Regions from separate parts of the Danio rerio genome. Here region 2 is linked to region 1. The links are chromatin contacts, called in public Micro-C maps. All regions are on one chromosome and are shown on one strand. Each heading gives the region's core, a stretch centred on a gene start, on an enhancer-like site or on the middle of the called end of the contact. The rest is flanking DNA. Distances are from core to core; before and after follow the strand shown. Region 1 holds the start of dipk2b (divergent protein kinase domain 2B). Region 2 has its middle 11 kb from the start of dre-mir-221.

Region 1 (7,655 bases), core at 2,709-5,208:
TCCTGTTTTTGCTGTCACTGCTTGAGCTTACTCTAATCAATGATTAGATACAGCAAGATCTAAGTTCTTGTGCTGTTATAGCATACAAATGCTTGGCTAGACTTTATTTTGCAGGTTCCCTTTAGACATTCAATTCTACTACATATCTACTAGCAGTAATTTGTAGACAGTCTGCTTCATATCTGCCAACATTATAATTTCAATGGTCATCCAATAGACATTCTGCTGAGTAGAAGTGGTTGGAGAGTTATTTATAATCCATGTATCTACATTTACATCTATTTATTTAGTAGATTGTTTTTATCCAAACAGAAAGAAGCACTTTAAATCACCAGAAAACAGCTGTGTATAGTTAGTTTAGCAGTTCATTTATATATAAATAGACATATACATGCATATATATTACTACAATACACTACCTGACATAAGTCTTGTCACCTATACAAGTTTTAGGAACAACATATAATAACTTGACATCTAGTAGATCATTTGCTATCAGAAGTGGTTTATGTGAGGCAAAGGCCTCTAGATTGTGCTTATTTTACCATACATCTCTGCAATGACTCAAATAACTAATAAAGTCATCTGGAATGGCAAAGGAAGCGTTCTTGCAAGACTCCCAGAGTTCATCAAGATACTTTGGATTCATATTCAATGCCTCCTTCTTTATCTTACCCCAGACATGCTCAATAATGTTCATGTCTGATGAGTAGGCTGGCCAATCCTGGAGCACCTTGACCTTCTTAGCTTTTAGGAACTTTGATGTCTAGGCTGAAGAATAAGGAGAGCTATTGTGCTGAAGAATTTTCCCTCTCCTGTGGTTTGCAATTTAATAGGCAGCACAAATGTCTTGATACCTCAGGCTGTTGATGTTGCCATACACTCTGCAGATCTCTTGCATGCCTCATACTGAATGTAATCCCAAACCATGACTTTTCCTTCACCAAACTTGACTGATTTCTATGAGAATCTTGGGTCCATGCGGGTTCCATTAGATTCCAACAGATGATTCATCCGAAAAATCTACCTTCTGACACTTTTTAAATGATCAACTAGAAGTCAAATTATTATTTGTTGCTCTTACAACTGGGATCGACGACAAGACTTTTGTCAGGTAGTGTATATTAACCCTCATCTAAAAGTCTACCAATAGTCTAATTTGAGTCATAGCTATGTTGCAAAGTAGTCAGCAGAATATCTGTTAACGTATTCTACTAGTCCAAGCCTCTATTAATACAATCTAAAACTCTACATTGTCACTCTTTAATGTTTATTCACAGTTTTTTTTCTTTTCTGTCAGTTAGTTGACATCAATTTTCTAAGATAATTATAGTCATATAAAATGTCTATTGATTAAAAAACCCTGTTAGTTTATTTTAAGTTAGTTGACAAGTAGTTGCAAAGTTACTAAGTCAATAAAAATCTACAGTGGACAAAATAAAGTAAAACACTTATTTTTGCTTTTAAGAAATTAGAAAAGATAAAAAAAGAAGTACTTCATGATGTTTATATTTTGAACTATGTCTTCTTGTATGCATATGCATATATACTGTAAATGATGCGGGGTAAAATGTAACTCAGAGTTTTAGGGTATTTGCTCAGGGTTAACCATGGCTAACCAGTCTTCCGAGGTTTTCACCACAGTGTCAGCAGATGTCTTCCTGACAATTTTTTAAAAAGTTTGGCAAAATCTGGATGAGAAACACAGGAGAAACCATTTATGTAGCGTAAAAGTATTTTTAATATCCTATGGATATTTTTTATTGAAAGAGAATTGTGAAAGTATGTACGTAAAATCTTATAATGTTGTAATTACTGTCTTCTAGGCTAAAAGATGAAAACATTTTGAAATGCTGTGACTGCAAGCCTGGATAATAGACTGGATAATGATGCAAATACCACATTTCTAGAACTGACCACATTTCTAGAACTGCTCGATCGTGCAGATTTGCACTCTATAACATGAGAAAGATCCGACCCTTCTTATCTGAACATGCAGCTCAACTCCTTGTTCAAGCTCTTGTTCTCTCCAAACTGGATTACTGCAACTCTCTACTAGCTGGGCTTCCAGCTAACTCTATCAAGCCTCTTCAACTGCTCCAGAATGCAGCAGCACGAGTTGTCTTCAATGAACCTAAACGAGCACATGTCACTCCGCTGCTAGTCCGTTTGCACTGGCTGCCAGTTGCTGCTCGCATCAAATTCAAAACTCTGATGTTTGCCTACAAAGTGACTTCTGGCCTAGCACCTTCTTATCTGCACTCACTTCTGCAGATCTATGTGCCCTCCAGAAACTTGCGTTCTGTGAATGAACGTCGCCTCGTGGTTCCATCCCAAAGAGGAAAAAAATCACTTTCGCGAATGCTCACGCTCAATCTGCCCAGTTGGTGGAATGAACTCCCTAACTGCATCAGAACAGCAGAGTCACTCGCTATTTTCAAGAAACGACTAAAAACTCAACTATTTAGTCTCCACTTCACTTCCTAATCTGCAATTGCCTATTTGAATATCACACTAACTGTACAAAAAAAAAAAAAAAAAAAAAAAAAAAAAAAATTACTAACACTTCCCTTCTTAGACTTTACAGACCTGAAACTTGCCTTTAGTACTTATTCATTGTTGCTCTTAGTTGTGTAAATTGCTTCCTTGTCCTCATTTGTAAGTCGCTTTGGATAAAAGCGTCTGCTAAATGACTAAATGTAAATGTAAATGTAAATAAATCCAAATGTGTTTATCTAAAAAATATTTAAACATGCTTTGCTATGTAGATTCAATAAAAAAGTTAAGTACTAAGAAAATATACTATTTAAAGTAAACTGAATTTAAACTAATTGTGTGAAATCTGACTTTTAAAGCATGTTTTACAACTAACCCTCTCACTGTTACAACTTGCCCCGCTGGTGGGGTAAACATTTTTACTCCTGACACTTTTGGCAATACTGCACAGAAACCATAGGTCCGGCGATCATACTTTCAATGCTCATTTATAGGAGAGGCCTTGTGTGATTTTTTTTTTTTTTTTTCAACACATAACAGTTTTAATAACTCATTTCTAATCACTAATTCATTTTATCTTTGCCATGATGACAGTAAATAATATTTAACTAGATATTTTTCAAGACACTTCTACACAACTTAAAGTGACATTTAAAGTCTTAACTAGGTTAATTAGGTTAACTAGGCAGGTTAGGGTAATTAGGCAAGTTATTGTAGAAGGATGGTTTGATCTGTAGACAATCACAAAAATATAGCTTAAAAGGGCTAATAATTTTGACCTTAAAATGGTGTTTAAAATTAAAAACTGCTTTTATTCTAGCCAAAATAAAACAAATAAGACTTACTCCAAAAGAAGAAATATTATCATCTTGTATTATATACATACAAGAAAAAAGTTAGTTAAAAGTATGAACTTCATGAAGTGCTTTTTTATCTTTTCTAATTGTGCTGTGTACTTGAGTATATTATATAGGATCAGTGACTATTGACTATATACATGATTTGTTTTTGTTTTTTTACCAGATGTGCTATGATACAGAACTTTTTTATCTTAATCTACTTTTTTATCCAAAGATTTGATTACTTTGTTGCATTTATCCTACAATATGAATAACTTTATAAAAAGTGAATTGTTCTCTGCGGAAATGTGAAATATTCCAGTTTACCTTATTTCATCCTTGAAAAACTTCTTGCAAATGGATGTTCCAATGCAGGCGTTGCATTTATCCAAACCCAAGAAGATCTTTCTGAAGTCATGTGATTTGTCTTGGGGTGCTGGTGATGGGTCTGCTGTGCCAAATACTAATATGAAACACAATATCCAAACCCCTGACCATATCCCTGCCATCACTGCATCATAAACCCCAGAGTCACAGTGCCATAATGCCCTCCCAATGTGATTAAAAAACCTGCAGACTAAACGTGAGCACACCAGCACAGTGAAGTGGCACCTCTTAAGTGTCAGCTGTAGTATATCTGTTATGTCCCCTGCACTAAACGCCTCACTTAGACAGGAAACATATGGGGAACAAAGATAACCCTTGTCGTCATGGTGATACTTCCTCCTGCACAGTCCGATTTCAAAGCCGTACACACAAAGGTTGGAAGGCCTGTTTTATCCATTAAGTTATTTTAAAATAATTAAACCATTTTGAGAATATGCAAATTATTCAAACCACCTAAAAAGACTCTGATTAATTATTTATTTTGTTCAACCACTGCTCCAGAACCTGTTTCTTTCCACCAACAAAATGTCTGTACGTCAAAAGTTATATGCAGTGAACAGAATGTTGAATTAGATTTGAATTACTACTGCTGTTTAATAGAAATTTCAGGTTTCGTTGTTATTATTTTATGGAACTGCCAAATCTGAACAATTTAATATAGAATTGGATCAAATATGTTGAGTAATCTGCTTGCTGAACTGAATGGAGGCTATGATGTAAGCTTGTTGCTTATTGTGTAGGGGAGAATGGGGACTGTTGCAACATGGCAGTTGCAGCCAGATTTATTCCTCATTCAGGTATGAGCTAGAATGATGATATTTATACTACACTGTAAAACCCAACAGTCAACTTTATCAATAGAAAAGAGTGTAGTTAACTTAAAATTGACTGAAAGGTAACTCTACTCATTTGAAAAGAGTTTTGAACTCAGTGTTGAAGGTAATGCGTTAATTAAAAAATTTCTTCAACTTAAATGTAGTAAGTTCACAGTAATCATATAAATTAGTTTTTTTTTTTTTTTTTTAACTCAAATGGTTTGTTGTAATCAGTTTCCTTGAATGTTTTGTAATGCCTTTACTTTTTGGGTTTTACAGTGTTCATATTGTCAATTAGACCCTCCTTCAGTTTGAGAGAAATCAGCCAGATTAAAAAAAAAAGTTATTATTTAATGTTTAGAAACTTTTTCATTCCGTCTAATCTGTTTTTGAGAAACATTATTCATTCGTATAATTTAAATCACTGTTTTCTTAGCTTTAAATATGTTGTAAAACCCCAAAAGTCAAAGTAACTCAAACCATTTGAGGAAACTGATTGCAACAAACCAATTAAGTTCAAAAATGAATCTATATGAGTACTGTGAACTTAACTCCATTTAAGTTGAATCACTGAGGTATTCAATTAAGTCATTACCTTCAACACTGAGTTCAAAACTCTTTTCAAATGGGTAAAAATGACTTTCAGTAAATTATGAGTTAACTACAATCATTTCATTTGATAAAGTTGACTGTTGGGTTTTACAGTGTAGTTATAGCTGTCAATAGATAAAGCTATTGTTTCTCCCTAGCATAAACAGTTTAATCAGGGTTGATAGTGTTAGGACATGCTGTTGCAACTGTCCCCAATTACAAACTTCTTTTAAAAGCTTGCCATATTAACAATGTACAGCTTTAATTGTATCACGGTTTCAATCTAATTTAATATGAAAAAACAAACTATTTTATTAATTCATTCATTTCCAAGTTTTCAGTAAAAAAAATACAAATAATATATAAAAAACTAGGTTTTTAGTAATGATACGCCCATAATCATTACGCATAAACCTGCAAATTTTTTCTTTACAAAATTTTGCGCAGAAAATGTCGACAGATTCTGTCTGGCCCTGTATATGGCTTATATATGGTTATGTTAGTATTGCACCAAAACAAAAAATGGTTGTGCATGAGATGCAATTGAAGAACCTTTTTTTTGTTCCCTAAGAACCTTCAAACCTTCATTTATTTTAACGAAAGGAACATTTTTAAAAATCTGAAAAACATTTTGAGCAATGAAAAGGTTTTAAGTTAAAGGTTCTTTGTGGACGATGCCTTTCATTTTAAAGAGTGTCGACCTTGTAAAAAAAAAACACATCTTTTCTGGTTTAAGACAAGCTGTGACACTAAGCGGGCAATAGATGTCAGTGGTGAGATTTGTAAAACTGACTGAATGCATTTGAAAACGAAAGATTAAATTTTATTCTAGTTGCGTTAGTCACACGTGTGATTCACAGTCCGTGTTAAACATGCTTGTGTTTTTACTTGCGCTGATTCACAGCTGTATGGAGAACACCAGAGATTATTTAAGATTAAAGGAAAATATCAATATGTGGGAGTACATTCTGGAAGTTTTCTTTGGTCTAGTCATCCGACCACAGGAAAACATCGTTAAATTATTGTAGGAAGTGGGGTAAATTTAGGATAACTAACACAGTCTGTTATTCAAGTCTGTGTCGACGATGAATCATTTTCTGTAGGAAAAAAAAACTTTAATATGAATGGCGGTTATAGCTATTGCTCAACTTTGACCTAATAAAAATAAAACAGTGTATGAGATAACGGTGGAATTTTTTTAGTTATATACTTCGTTTTTTGTGTGTCTAATCTTAACCATGTTAGGGTATATTACCATTTAACGGAGTGTTGTCCAAAGTTATTTAGAATATAGACAACAACTTGTACAAGACTTACTCCCTTTATTCATCCATCTTCAGGTCTTGCGTGATAGCCTATATTTTCCTTCGATGTACTTAGCTAGAGCTCATCGTAAACAAACAAACATAAAAAAACAATTAGTAAATAAAATTAAGTAATCGGTATACCAATTTCTGCCCCTAGAAGTGTTGTGTAGCATTGACCCGCCTGGCACTGAGAGGGTAACTGCTCTTGACTCTATATAGGGTACATAAATAGTTCACCGCGCATTTGACTCACCGCGTATTAATCATCAGTCCCGGGACGAGAGGAAGCGCAGTTTGACTAAGTGACTAAACCAAAATCTTTCTAAATGAAACTGCTTTTTCTATTACAAATAAAGACCTCATGGTTGCATAAGACAAGCTTATAAGCTTTTAGCAGTAGCCTACATAATATTTAGATATTATAAAATAGGTTTTTGTAAAACGAAAATGAGCTGTTTTCACATTAGGTCCTTAAAATAGCTCAGTATTGTTTTTCTTTTTCCTAAATGAAGAGCATTATGGTACAAATCTAAAGACTGTAAACCTGCACATGATGTTTAAAGAACCATCTGGAATGGAATAATTATTCATTCTTGATGAAATCATTAATGCCAATGGTTTCTGTCTTTGTTTGTTTGTTTCTATGTATTTAATTATTTCACCTATATATATATATATATATATATATATATATATATATATATATATATATATATATATATATATATAGCATACTATAGGTATTTTAAAATTGTTATTGTCAAAATTATATTTCCACTATTATTGTTACCTTCTCTCAATTGCAAAAAAAAAAAAAAAAAAAAAAAACATGAATGTAGCCTACAACTCTTAAGCATTTAATGGCGTTTAATGAATATGCATATATCATATTGTGTAAATCAGGGTTATTTTAACAAAAGTCTACACATTTAAAGCAGAATAAGTAATAACCTTCATCTGTGATCTCGGCTATGGGCTTGTTCATTATTGTTATGGCCATGAGCACAAAATTCCCCCAAATACCAATAGCGTTAGTGTTCATGCTGATGATCTTACTCATGTGTGGCATCGGATTGTAGGCTATTTCCGCTATTATGTCAAAGTGCACATGTTATTATTGTAGAGTAAATATGCTCTGCTTGTGATATGAATTACAGTAATTAAGTCGTTAAACATACAAAACACCTCGAATCTAATCCTAACATACAATTTATTCGATT
Region 2 (7,655 bases), core at 2,935-5,434, 34 kb after region 1:
ATAATGAATAAATCATAGATAATATATAAATTTGTATAGATAAATATAAAACAATACATGTAAAGAGATGTAAACGCATAGTTTCATAAAGGGTAAAAATAAAACATTATTATTATTTTTTTTATTATTATTATTATTATTATTACTATCAATATTATCATTATTATTATTATCATTATCATTATTATTTTTTATTATTGTTAATGATAATAGTAATAAAAGCAATAATAACTGGAGTAATAATTTAATTTGAAATTACATACATTAAGAAAGAAGTTTTTTAACATTTTAATAAATATTTTATAATATTTATTAATTTTATTTTATATTTAACATTTTTTTACATTTAATAAGAGCCGCCTTGATGAACACAATAATTTCCTTAAAAAAAAAAAAAACTGATCCCAAACTTTTGACCTGTAGTGTACATAAATATATATTTTTAAAACATAGTAAATAATAGTATAGTATAGTATTACAATATATAGTATAGTAATAATAAAATATGAATAAATAAATAAATAAATCAGAATAAACTGTACATTTAACAATTAACATTTATAGATAAAACAGTAATAATAAATAACAATAATGAGTATATTTACAATGATTCATTTATAATAATCTAGAAATGTCTTTGTGTGTGTGCGTCTCTCTTTCTCTCTAGCAAATCAATTCAATTCTACTCAAAAGAGCTTTATTGGTATGGCTTGTCAAATATTGCCAAAGCAGTGCAGATTGCATAATAAACAAGATCGTAAAGTGATTATATAGTACATCATATAGTACAACTTATTATATAAAATTATGTTTAGAAATGTGTTGAAAAAAAACCTCTGTTAAACAGAAATTAGGGTACAAATAAACAGGGATGCTCATAGTTCTGGAGGGCTCATTCATAAGTTGGTGGTTCCTTCTGCTGTGGCAACCCCTGATTAATTAAGAGATTAAGCTGAAGGAAAATGAATACAAATTGTCTTCTAAAACTGCATTAATAAAACCCAAAATAAACCAAACAAAAAATCTAAAATATACAATAGATTACAATAGTTTTTTTGAAAATGAGGATTAAAAAGATAATGTAGAGACAAATAGATATTATTAAAATATAACAAAATGCAATTCGCAACTGTATATATTTATTTTGATGGATATTTCATTCGATTTCCCTCTCTCCTCTCTCTCTTTCTGTGTGTATAAGCCCATTTCCACCCAGTCAGTCTGTCGCGGTCATGAGAGCAGCACATGTGTATGTGTGTGTGTCTTTTGTACCTGCAGGATAAAGCCTAAAGCAGGACAAGACTTGCTGCATGTGGATGAAGGATTGTATGGTTTTGTTAAAGCTTCGTAATGCAGACAGAATGCAGTGCCACCCACACAAGGGGCCGCCAGAGATGCCAGGCGCGAGCACCAAACCCGTGGTGTAGCCGGTAGGTGCAGGTCTGACTCATATCAGGGTTTGGATGCGAGACGTCAATCCTGAGATGTTTCAGGATAGGCAGCCCAAAAGTTCTTTATCATACAAAGCAAATGATCCTTATTACCTGGCACCAACATCCTGCTTCTCCTACGATGATTCATATGAGAAATATGGACTAAGACTTAAGAAAAAAAACTTCACAAAAAGAGGGAATTCAACAAAAAAAAAGGTTTATAAATTCTGCCTATTTACTCATTCTGTACAATTGCTTGTAATTACTAACCTGTATGACTTTATTTATTCTATTAAATAGAAAAAAATTATTTACTAAATATTTTATGATACTAAAATTGACTTTTATTGTAAGAAACATTTTAAAAGATATATTCTCCTAAATTACTATTGTCCTCAATGCATTATCATGGTCTAGTGAACAATACAAATACTGAATTTAGTCAACTATGTTACTGTTTTACACTTAATAATACACTTGCTTACAATTTACTTTACAGTATCAGTTACTGTACATGTTGTGTTTTATATTTACTTTTTCACAGTGGTATGACATTATTATTTCTGGCTGAATAAATTATAAAATAATAATCAGTTAATGATAAATAAATAATGGAGAAAAATGACTGAATACTGTATGAAACAAATACAGCTACTTAGTTTAATTACATATTAGTCAAATTTAAGAATAGTAGTTTTGTGCATTATTGGTTACTATACAGGTCTGTAGTCAGCGGGTGGTTCTTTTTTCTCAAAAAGTGGACCTTTTTGGGGTTATTCACCTCATTTTCTATTTAATAATGAGCTTTAAATACTGCATTTTTGTGACATTTTAAGCACTATTCTTAACTGGATTAGATTGTCAGGTGGTCATCATAACCCCATGTTTTGATGTGCTATTTCCTAAATATTTAGAGCAAACAAACTTGAATAAGAACTGATTTTTAAAATACAAATGTATCATATTACATCATATGAAAAAAAGGAATCTGTTAAAGTTTTAAATTAAAAACTGCGGCTTATTGTCATTTATTAATAAACAGGCCAGCACATTTACCTTCTTAAGTCAGAATTTGACCATTTGAATAATAAAAATTAAATAATAATAATAATTCACAATTTTTCTAGTATCTCTTGTAAAAAGTACATTTAAATAATTATGGATAACAGCATTTGCCAAAATAGTATTTAAATTAATTTTAATATGGGCTGCTTTCTGTGCTTCACACCTTTATATTGGTCATTTTTAATCAGAATAAGTCAGAATTATTAGCCTCCCTTTGATTTTTTTCCTTTTTTAAATATTTCAAATGATGTTTAACAGAGCACAGAAATTTTTACAGTATGTCTGATAATATTATTTCTTCTTTGTATTATTTGTTTTATTTCAGCTAAAATAAAGCAGTTTTTAATTTTTCAAAACCAAATTTAAGGTCAAAAGGATTAGCCCCTTTAAGCTATATATTTTTTTCAAGTCTACAGAACAAACCATCATCATACAATAATTTGCCTAATTACCCTAACCTGCCTAGTTGACCTAATTAATCTACTTAAGCCATTAAATATCACTTTAAGCTGTGTAGAAGTGTCTTGAAAAATATCTAGTCAAATATTATTTACTGTCATCATGGCAAAGATAAAATAAATCTGTAATTAAAAATTTACAAAATTAAAAAAAGTTGTTTTAAACTATTATGTTTAGAAATGTGTTGAAAAATTGTTAGAAATAGCTAATGATTCAAGGGGGTTAATAATTTTGACAAGCTGTATGATGACATAGCTGTCAAAATAAGACAAAAGAGGGTAGTGGGACAAATGTTTTACCTTTGTCAGTGAGGGGTGGGTTTTTCGAACCATTTGAACCTCCCCTGGCTGCTGACCTGCTATAAACGTTGTTTTTTTATTTTAATTTACTGTTTTACAGTTTTCCACTTGTGAAATGTCTTCTTTATAATTTAAGTCTTTACTTTGAAGCATTCAAGATTTACAAGGTTTAAATTATGAATGTAGCTTTCAAGTCTATGCTCCAAATGTGGCGATAAAACAATTAATAAATGGATAACTATACTTAAAAATAATGTAGTACCAACATTTTTAGCACATCTATGTAATCTATTTCTGAAAGAAATCTGTCATTTACTTCGCCTCACAAACAGGAGCATAAATGATAAAAATGCTCATGTTAAGAAAATTACCTAATGTTATCAGATGCAATTCATTAAAAAAATGTAAAAAAAAATAAATAATAATAATAAGATGAATGTTTATGCAGCTATAACTGAACAGTGATGGTATATTTATTAAATAACATAAACTAAAAAATGCTTTTTTATTTTAGGTTAATGAAATTCAGTGCAATAATAAGTATTCTTAATAAACTGACATTTGTTTAACTGATTTAATGTTCTATTATGAAACTAAAATGTGTAATTCTAGTCAGAGCTGATTTCCAAATCACATTTGTAGAACATTTAGTAATGTCTTGAGGGAAATGGTTTGCTTTTGAGCAACAACCTCCAGAAGTATTAACACAATTTTAAAAAATGAAAAGGATTTATTTGCCTATATAATCATTGGCTCTTGTTTCAGAGCATTTGGAGAGAGGCAGTTTTTCGCACCAAGCGCTCTCCGTCCAGGAATCCAGGCCTGGTCTCCATGGCACTGCCAGCAAGCAGATGGAACCAAGCGAAATGCAGAAACTTTCGTCAGTTTCTAATCTGCCCTTGGCACTAAGGTCCACATAAGCTGTGCCGATATCAAGAGATTCTCTATGAGTCACCCAGGTACAAAGGGAAAACACAACGCTCCCGTGAGCACTCTTTTAATGTGTGTTTTTTATTATCCAGCACATTTGCACGCCAAAGAAAATCTCTAAAGTGCTTCTTAATGCCTCGTGTAAAGACACATCCAAGCGTGTGAACTAATAGCCCTATGTAAGCCACATGTCAAGTGCATGCTTGGGTTCTCTCGCTTTGCTTAAATGTAGCTTTTCTATATAGTAGCACATTAAAGTCCAATACAAGAACTGTTTTTGAGGTGGAGAAGATTTTAGTAATGCATTTGAACAGATTTACTCTTGTATGTGGTGTTGGGAAAGACTGAGATTATGGCAAACACTGCAGGTCAATAGGGTAAAAAACAACAACTAATAGTGATCACTGTACTTCCCTATAGTTTTTTTAAATTTATTTTTCAATTATCAGTGTTCTAAAATGTGACCACAAACTACTTTTGCTGCAATAACCAAAAATACATTGCACGGGTCAAAGCTTTTGATATTCACCAAAAAAATATTTTTAATAATTTATATTAAGCAAAGATCATGTTCTTTGAAAGATATTTTATACATTTTTAGCCACAAATATATCAAAATGACATGTTTGATTGGTGGTGTGCATTGCTGAGCACTTCATTTATTTTTTTTAGAAACCCTCAGATTACAGATTTTCAAATAGTTGAATCTCAGTTAAATCACAATTTATGCATGGCTTTGTGGTCCAGGGCCACACATTTTATTTTATATATGCAAATGAGACATTATTTAATGAAATATGTGTTAATTTATTTACATAGAAGTCTAGCACAACAGTTGGAGCATTGGATGACGTCAGGTTAAAAACTGTTTCAAAGGCATTTTTGTACAGTTTTGTGGAGTAACTGCTTACAAGTAATGACGCTTGCAGAATGAATTGATTATTTTAGGGTGTTTCCCAGTGATGGGTTGCAGCTGGAAGGGCATCTGCTGTGTAAAACATATGCTGGTTAAGTAGGTGGTTCATTCCTCTGTGGCAACCCCCTGATTAATAAAGGCTCTAAGCCAAAAAGAAAATGAATGAATGAATTGATCATTTTAGATTGATTGGGAAAATTCTATAGGAGTGCAGCTGCATCAAATATACTAAGCAAATTACAAGCATAGATAAATGCAATAAAGAAAAGGTTACAATTGAAACATGCAAATTATAAATCATACTCAACATTGCAAATCTTGTGAGGTGACTATTGCGAATGATCACATTGCGATATTGATGCTGAAAGGATATATTGTGCGGCCCTGTTCCTTAATCTGTTAAATTTAGAAAGCCTTTAGGCATCTATTTAAAACCATGTTTGTTGCAAAATTAATAGACTTACCAGTCAAAAGTCAGTTTTATTTATTTATTTATTTATGTTTTTTTTAAAGAAAATTATTATTTTCATTGAGGCATTTTTTTATTAAAAATTTATTGTTAAATATTTATAAAAAAATTAAATAACTTTCTTATTTTATAAAGTTTCAAAGGAAATTATTACTCCAGTCATTATTGCTTTTATTACTATTACCATTATTAATAATAATTATGAAATAAATGAAAAATAAAATAAATATGAAATAAAAATAAAAAATGGAAAGAATTTAGTTGAAATTTTGTGGGTTGTCATTTTATTTTTAATTTTCAATTATTTTTCAATTTCTAAATACGTTTGGTAACATATTATTTTAATTAATATATCTGTTTTCTTTAAATGCACCAAAATACATTGCCTATATTCACTGAGAAATTAATAAAAATATGTATTTTCAAAATATGGTGCACACAAATATGCTGAGCACTGTATACTACAAATAGCCTCATTTTTTTTGTAAAATTGAATGGAAATAATGAGGCATATAATATAGACTTATCCCTCAATAAAAACCTTTAGAATATTAATGATGCAGGTTAGCCTTATATAAGTCACAAACTATACAGATATAAATAAAACGGTATAAATAAATAATAAAAAAGTGCTGCCAAAGTGAATATATATGGCTCAGAGCAGGAGAAAATCTAATTTTAGGAAAATGACCATTAAAAGTATAAACTGTTGTTAAAATCCACAAACATTAATTGGAAAATGCTATAAAAGAAACGTTTTTATCTATGTTTTCTTTACATACATACACATACAGTAGCCTGACACATACAGTATGTTTGTGTGTGTGTGTGTGTGTGTGTGTGTGTGTGTGTGTGCGTGTGTGTGTGTGTGCGTGTGCGTGCGCGTGCGTGTGTGTGTGTGATTTGCAGTGAGAGATAGTTGTTGGCGGTGCGGATCTCCTGATGGAGTGACGTCAGTGTCGAGGGTCGACCTTCACCCTCCGCTGGAGAAGAGCCGTGTAAACGCGTCCCGATGGCCAGATAAACGGGCTTAATCTGCCGCTATCAGTTCTCGCCGTTACCCAAGGGAAGCCCATCAATTATCATTCCACAGCAGGCCAGCCGTGGCCCCGCGGGACCCCCGCTGATGTCATCACACCGCACCACATATCAAAGCAGCCATTTACTTCCATTACACGCTATTCAGACGTTTACATTACTGGAATACTTGAGCCTGGACACTTTCCCCTCTGGAAATGTTAGTGCGAATCAACTGCTCTCGGCGAATCACTGGAGCGCTGCGACGTCAGAGATTCAGCTCACAAACAACAGAAGTGTTCTCGTCTGTGTGAAAAACAAGCGCGCGGCGGCCATTTGTGATTTAATAACTGCTAATTTGCAGATATGAGGCTTCCTGTAGCGCAACAGGTGTTTGATTATGAGGGGAAAAAAGAAAGACGATTACACCTTTATTTTTTTATGTGACATTATTACAGCGTAGTTACAAAAAAGGTCATACTGAATAATAATTACTCACACGTGCTCGCTAGGATGTAATTTACGTTTAGATATTTATAATTAGCATATTAAAACCTCAGATATTTTTATATGAAACTTAAGTTTAAAATAGTTTTTTGGGGTTACAAAGTGGCTCAGTAGTTAGCACTGTCGCTTTACAGCAAGAAGGTTGCTGGTTTGAGTCCTAGCTGGGTCAGTTGACATTTCTGTGTGGAGTTTGCATGCTGTGTTCGCGTGGGTTTCCCCCACAGTCCAAAAGCATGTGCTTTAGGTGAACTGAATAAACTAAATTGGCCGTAGTATTTGTGGGTGAATGTGAGAGTGTTTAGGTGTTTCCCAATACTGGGTTGCAGCTGGAAGGCCACCCGCTGTGTAAAACAAATGCTGGAATAGTTGGTGGTTCATTTCGCTGTAGCGACCCCTGATAAATAAAGGGACTAAGCCGAAACGAAAATGTTGATAATATGAAAATAAGCCTTAGTGTATGAGTATGTGTGTGTATGAATGTGGGAGTGTATGGGTGTTTTCCAGTGTTGGATTGCGGCTAGAAGGGCATCCACTACATGAAATATATGCTGGATAAGTTG

The links. A called contact is a pair of places that touch in the nucleus more often than the background predicts.
Region 2: a contact with region 1 is called in a Micro-C map of caudal fin, with 3 times the contacts expected there. The contact joins the enhancer-like site here to the promoter of dipk2b in region 1. A contact is called at or near these places in 2 of 18 Hi-C or Micro-C datasets (caudal fin and an unstated tissue).

The regions. Positions count from the first base shown.
Region 1 is chr9:35,564,080-35,571,734 of GRCz12tu, forward strand. It overlaps dipk2b (divergent protein kinase domain 2B), which reads right to left and starts at 3,959. Exons shown (of 5, transcript XM_692604.10): 1 at 3,663-3,959. The coding sequence starts at 3,844.
Region 2 is chr9:35,597,602-35,605,256 of GRCz12tu, forward strand. No RefSeq gene overlaps it. Among named protein-coding and RNA genes, the nearest start is that of dre-mir-221, 11 kb to the right of the region's middle. Within about 2 kb of position 4,185, at least 1 of the 62 cell types and tissues checked has an H3K27ac peak or open chromatin away from gene starts, as enhancers often do. A contact at or near this core is called in caudal fin, where this site is marked.